Linked DNA regions of Macaca mulatta: region 2 is linked to region 1. The links are chromatin contacts, called in public Hi-C maps. All regions are on one chromosome and are shown on one strand. Each heading gives the region's core, a stretch centred on a gene start, on an enhancer-like site or on the middle of the called end of the contact. The rest is flanking DNA. Distances are from core to core; before and after follow the strand shown.

Region 1 (2,700 bases), core at 65-2,564:
AAAAAAAAAAAAAAAAACAAATCTCATGGTCAATAAATGCAGAAATGAATTATCCTTTGAAACAGCTGCATGGCTGACCTTCATTTGTCTTCATCATAATTTAACCCCCCAAAATTAATTAAATTAATTAAATTAACCGATTTTTGTCATTGCTGTTGTTTGTTTGTTTTTAGATAGAGTCTCACTCTGTTTCCTAGGCTAGAGTGCCGTGCTGTAGCCTCAAACTCCTGGACTCAAACAGTCCTCCCACTTCAGCCTCCTAAATAGCTGTGACTACAGGTGCACACCACTACATCTGGCTTTTTTTTTTTTTTTTTTTTTTTTTAAGATGGAGTCTCACTCTGTCACCCAGGCTAGAGTGCAGTGGCATGATCTCAGCTCACTGCACCCTCCATCTTTCAGGTTTAAGAAATTCTCCTGCCTCAGCCTCCAGAGTAGCTGGGATTACAGATGTGTGCCACTGTGTCCAGCTAATTTTTGTATTTTTAGTAGAGAGGGTGTTTCACCATGTTGGCCAGGCTGGTCTCGAACTCCTGACCTCAGGTGATCTATCTGCCTCAGCCTCCCAAAGTGCTGGGGTTATAGGCCTGAGCCACCATGGCCGGCCACATCTGGCTGGTTTTAAATTTTTGTAGAGATAGTATCTCACTATGTTGTCCAGCCTGGCCCCAAACTCCTAGCCCAAACAATCCTCCCACTTCAGCCTCCCAAAGTTTTAGGATTATAGGTGTGAGCCACTGCACCTTGCAACCCCTCCCCTGTTGATGCCCACTTATGTTGTTTCCAAGTTGATAAACGGTTACCTAAGGTCATCCTTATGTGCATACGTCTTTGAATCTTGCTGAACTTTTCTTTAGAACATATTCCTAAAAGCATCCATGCAGAGTTAAAGGATAAGAACAATCAGAATTCAGTTCAGTGCCAAGTTGCTCTCTGGAAAACAAAATTAACACGATGGCCTCCAGGGTTGGGTTTCTCCTCCTGAGTGTAGTTGTGCTGCCCAGGAAGGTCTGAGTGGGCAGAGTTGCTTAGGGAAGGAGTGGAGCCTTCGCACACAGTAGGGAAAGAAGGGAGGCTCTTCCTGGATGGAGGGCAAGAAAGGCCAGCGAAGGCCCTATGGAGGATTCATTTTGCTACCCAGCATTCTTTCCTCTGCCTGGCAATCACCTTTCCTCATTCCATAGAGACCATTCTGTCCATAAGGTTTGGGTGGCGTTGACCTCACACTTTGCCTCTCACCTCCAGCGTGGGCTAACCGTGAGGGTGACCACGTAGTTTGAGCCAGATGAGTCAGAAGACTCCATACCCTGGAGTCCCTGGTGATTGGACCAACGATGTGTCTATATCCGCAGGTCCACGTGACCCATTCCAGGAAGCAGCTTCCTCTCTTCTTTACTCAGCCTCATGTGACACCAGAATTGGCAGTGTCCCTCTCCTCCCACACACAAGGGCTGCTGAGATGGAGACGAAACCTTGACAACATTGCTGAACCTCAGGATACAGTCGTGTCTGAAGTCAGCAGGATTCATACTGGACTTTGCAGTTACATGAGAGCCCATATACTTCTTCCCCCCTGCCAAATTTTCATTCGATTTTATTTCTTATGTATTGAAAAAGAAAAAAGAGCCAGGCACTGGGGTACATGTCAGCAGTTTCTGTGACTGGGGGTGGGAAGTGGAGTTTTGGGGAGAGGGTGGCTGAGGTGGGAGGATTGCTTGAGCCCAGCCTGGGCAACGTAGTGAGACCTCGTCTCAAAAAAAAAAAAAAAAAAGCATTGGATTTTTTTCTTTTTTCTTTTTTCTTTTTCTTTTCTTTTCTTTCTTTTTTTTTTTTTTGAGATGGAGTATCACTCTGTCACCAAGGCTGGAGTGCAGTGGCGTGATCTTGGCTCACTTCAACCTCCACCTCCTGGGTTCAAGTAATTCTCCTGCCTCAGCCTCCCAAATATCTGGGATTACAGGCACCTGCCACCACGCTCAGCTAATTTTTTTATTTTAGTAGAGATGGGGTTTCACCCTGTTGGTCAAGCTAGTCTGGAACTCCTGACCTCAAGTGATCCGCCCTCCTGGGCCTCCCAAAGTGCTGGGATCACAGGCGTGAGCCACCGTACCTGGTTGGATTTTTTTCTTTTTATTCACATAACACAAAATTAATCATTAACCATTAACCATTTTAAAGTGTGCAGTTCAGTGGCACTTACATTCACAAGTCTGTGCAACCAGCACCTCTATCCAGTTGAAGATCTTTTCATCATCCCAAAAGGAAACACCATACTCATTAAGCAATCACTTCCTCTTTCCCTCTCCCATCAACTCCTGGCAACCACTAGTCTGCTTTCTGTCTCTACGGCTGTACTTCTGGAAGATGGCTTTACCAAGTCTGAAAATTTCATATAAATGGAGTCATACAATATGTGACCTTTTGTGTCTGGATTCTTTCACTTAGCATAATGTTTTCAGGCTTCGTTAACATTGTAGAATGTTTAAGTACATCATTATTTCTTGGGGCTGAATACTATTCCACTGCATAGATACACCACTTTTTGTTTACCTATTCATTAGCTGATGAGCATTTGGGTTGTTTCTACCTTTGGCTATTATGAATAATGCCACTATCAACATTCATGTACAAGAATTTGAATACCTGTTTTCAATTTTTTGGGGTATAGACCTAGATGTGGAATTCCTGGATCATTTGGTA
Region 2 (2,700 bases), core at 64-2,563, 210 kb after region 1:
GTTTAATTTCGATGAGATCATCAATTTGATTGATAACAAATCATTACAGAACAGTTTAAACAAGTCTAAATTTCTCTTGATGTTAACGACTTACAATCACCTTTATGTTAGGTCTTAAAGCTTTATTATCCTTAAATACAACTAGCATAGTGAACCATTAAACTCCAAAGTGATCTGAAATGATATTGATTGGGGTGCCAGCCAAAATTTTAAGGTGCCTGCCTGCATTGCTTTTTACATCTTTACACTGAATGCACATGTAATTTTTAAAATAATCATTAATTTTCCAGTCGAACCATCTCTCTGGCCTCTTTCCCTAGTGCTCTTAAATTCTCACCATTTGAGCATACACACGTTCTCTTCCAACTAGTATAAATTTCGCTGGTAAATTTAAGTAGTTCCAAGCATAAGCTTACTCCACGGGAGGGAAAGGCCACCAACGTGAAACTTGTGGGCGCCTCCGACCTGGCTGCGTCTCCTAGCCTGGCTTCCCTCCTGCCGGGTCTGCACCGCGGCCCGGCCGACCCCGAAGGATGCAACTCTTTCGGTCCGGCTCCCCAAGTGCCGTGGACTTGGTGACCCACTTCGCGCGTCGGGCTGAGGCCACGAGGGCAAGGGACTTTTTCTGTCCCCGACTCACGGTTGGAGCCCCCATCCTGCCGTTCGGACCCGTGCGGGCCTCGGAGGAGTGTCCCGCAGCGGACCCCCGCCCAGGAACCCCGCAGGCAGCGAGACGGGCGCCCGGGCCAGTTCTCTGCCCCTCGCCCCCCGCGGGGACCCTGCCCGCCCCGCTGACCGGCCCCACGTTGCCAAATAGCTCAAATGCTTGTCATATTTGCGGTCGCGCGACTCCGCGGGCTGTGCACGCGCTGCACTCGCCGCCGCCTTTGTCACCAGCCGCTTCGTCATTCGCCTGAGCGCTTCTAGAGTATGGGGGGCGTTACTAGTGGCAGTGGTGGTCCTCAGGCCGGAGTGTCTCCTTCTCTCTCTCCTCCTCTTTCAGCCCGTCCTTACGAGAAAATAGGGGCGCGCCGGCCCGGGAGGGAGCTGGGGGCGGCGCTGCCACCCGCCGCCCCTGCGCTCTGTCGCCCCTTCCTGCTCCTCTGGCGGCCGCGGCCGGGCTCGGCCTTTATCGCGCCTCCCGGGACCGCGGGGGAGAGGCGGGCCGGGGCGGGGCCGGCGGGGGCGGGGCCGGGCGGCGAGGGGCGGGGCCTGCGGCGCCGGGGCCCGGAGCTCGCGGGAGGCTCGCGGGCCGCACGTCACTCCTGCACGGCGAGTGCTGGAGCACGAGCTGCCGCTCGCTCGGTCAGGGCGCCCCCTCCGCCCGCCTCTCGCTTCCTCCTGTGCTGCCTGCCGCCGCCGCCTCCACCATTGTATAATGCTCGGGGAGCGCAGGCAGAGGACGGCGGAGTCTTAGCTTCGGCCTCGCCTGCTGCCCGCTCCCCGGCGCCACCCTCGGGCCCCTGGAGCGGGGCACTCCGCATGGAGCTGGAGTAGCTGAGGAGTGGGCGGAAACCCCTCCTGATGCGTTAGTTCCCAGGTGGAGCTGCATGTGGTAAGTTCTCCCGGCGCCGGGCTGGAGGGGATCCGTGGGCGCTGGGGCTCCGGGTGGATGGGGGGCGGTGTTGGGACTCGGCCAGGGCCGGGAGAGCCCTGAGGGCGGAGGAGGGGCCGGGCGCCGCAGCGGGAGGGAGCCGGGGACGGAACAGGTACGGGAGGAGCGCTCCCTCCCGCGGCCCCGGCCCCGCGCTCTCGGACCCCGGGCGCCTGCGGGCTGAGCCGCTGGGGGCAGGGCCGGGGTCAGGAGGGGGTCGGGAGCTCTGAGAGCCGAGCGGCGGGTGGGGGCGCCTGGAGCTGTCGCCTCTACAGCTGGGATGTGTGTGCGCGTTGTGGCGGTTGTGTTGTTGTGAACGTGCGAGACTTTTTAAGGCTCGGATTGCTGGCGCGAAGGCTGCTTCACTTTTGAGTTCCGTGGCCGGGTTTGCATCCAACTTGCTGTAGTGCGTTTTTGTGAATTTCCCGGTGTTTTTGTTTATGTTAAAAACGTCCCTTTCCACCCTCTTTTCGCCCATGCCCAAATGAATTGATTTGGGATCTATGTGTATATTAAACTGAACGTCTCGTTGGTTTTTAAGTTAGAAATCTACAAGTCATCTTGGTGGTAACCGCCTATGACTGAAAGGGAGGGGGCTGAGGGGAGCCAGCTGTCCCAAGCTCTAGACTTTGTACCAGTAAGACAGGGGGTGTCGTCACAGGGCCACTGCATGGAGAGAAAATCGTGTTTTGTTTTGTTTTGTTTTGTTTTGTTTCTTGGCTGTAAGTTATCTTACCTTTAGCAGAAGTGGTAGTAATGGATTGAGAATGGGAGTCGAGTTTTAGGTTTAGTTTCTAAGTTTCACGAAAAGATCAGGTATAGTTTGCATTGGAATAACTTTTTGCTTGCAAGCTGAGTCGTTTCAGGAGGTAGAAAGTTAATTTTCACAGACACCGAATGGGGAGGACCGTCAGCAGAGTGAGACAGCCAGCCTCAGACCACAGCAGTTTTTATTTGAATCGAATTGGGCAGCCCCAGTTGGTCTTAGGGGAGAGAGTACATGTTTTCAAGCTTTGTTCATGAAATACGCCTTTTGATTTCTCAATATATGTTAAGAAATATCCATAATGTGTGTAAAGAGCCTAGAAGTTGTAGTCACCAGTAGG

The links. Hi-C and Micro-C count contacts between places; a contact is called where the count stands out from the background.
Region 2: a contact with region 1 is called in a Hi-C map of round spermatid, with 2.6 times the contacts expected there. The contact joins the promoter of SERTAD2 here to the enhancer-like site in region 1. A contact is called at or near these places in 7 of 14 Hi-C or Micro-C datasets (cortical neurons, fetal cortex germinal zone, fetal cortical plate and 4 more).

The regions. Positions count from the first base shown.
Region 1 is chr13:59,870,302-59,873,001 of T2T-MMU8v2.0, forward strand. LOC144333762 (a long non-coding RNA gene) reads left to right here. Exons shown (of 3, transcript XR_013402756.1): 3 at 1,353-2,410. Among named protein-coding and RNA genes, the nearest start is that of SLC1A4, 140 kb to the left of the region's middle. Within about 2 kb of position 1,315, at least 16 of the 40 cell types and tissues checked have an H3K27ac peak or open chromatin away from gene starts, as enhancers often do. A contact at or near this core is called in cortical neurons, where this site is marked.
Region 2 is chr13:60,076,262-60,078,961 of T2T-MMU8v2.0, forward strand. It overlaps SERTAD2 (SERTA domain containing 2), which reads left to right and starts at 1,314. Exons shown (of 2, transcript NM_001261684.1): 1 at 1,314-1,555.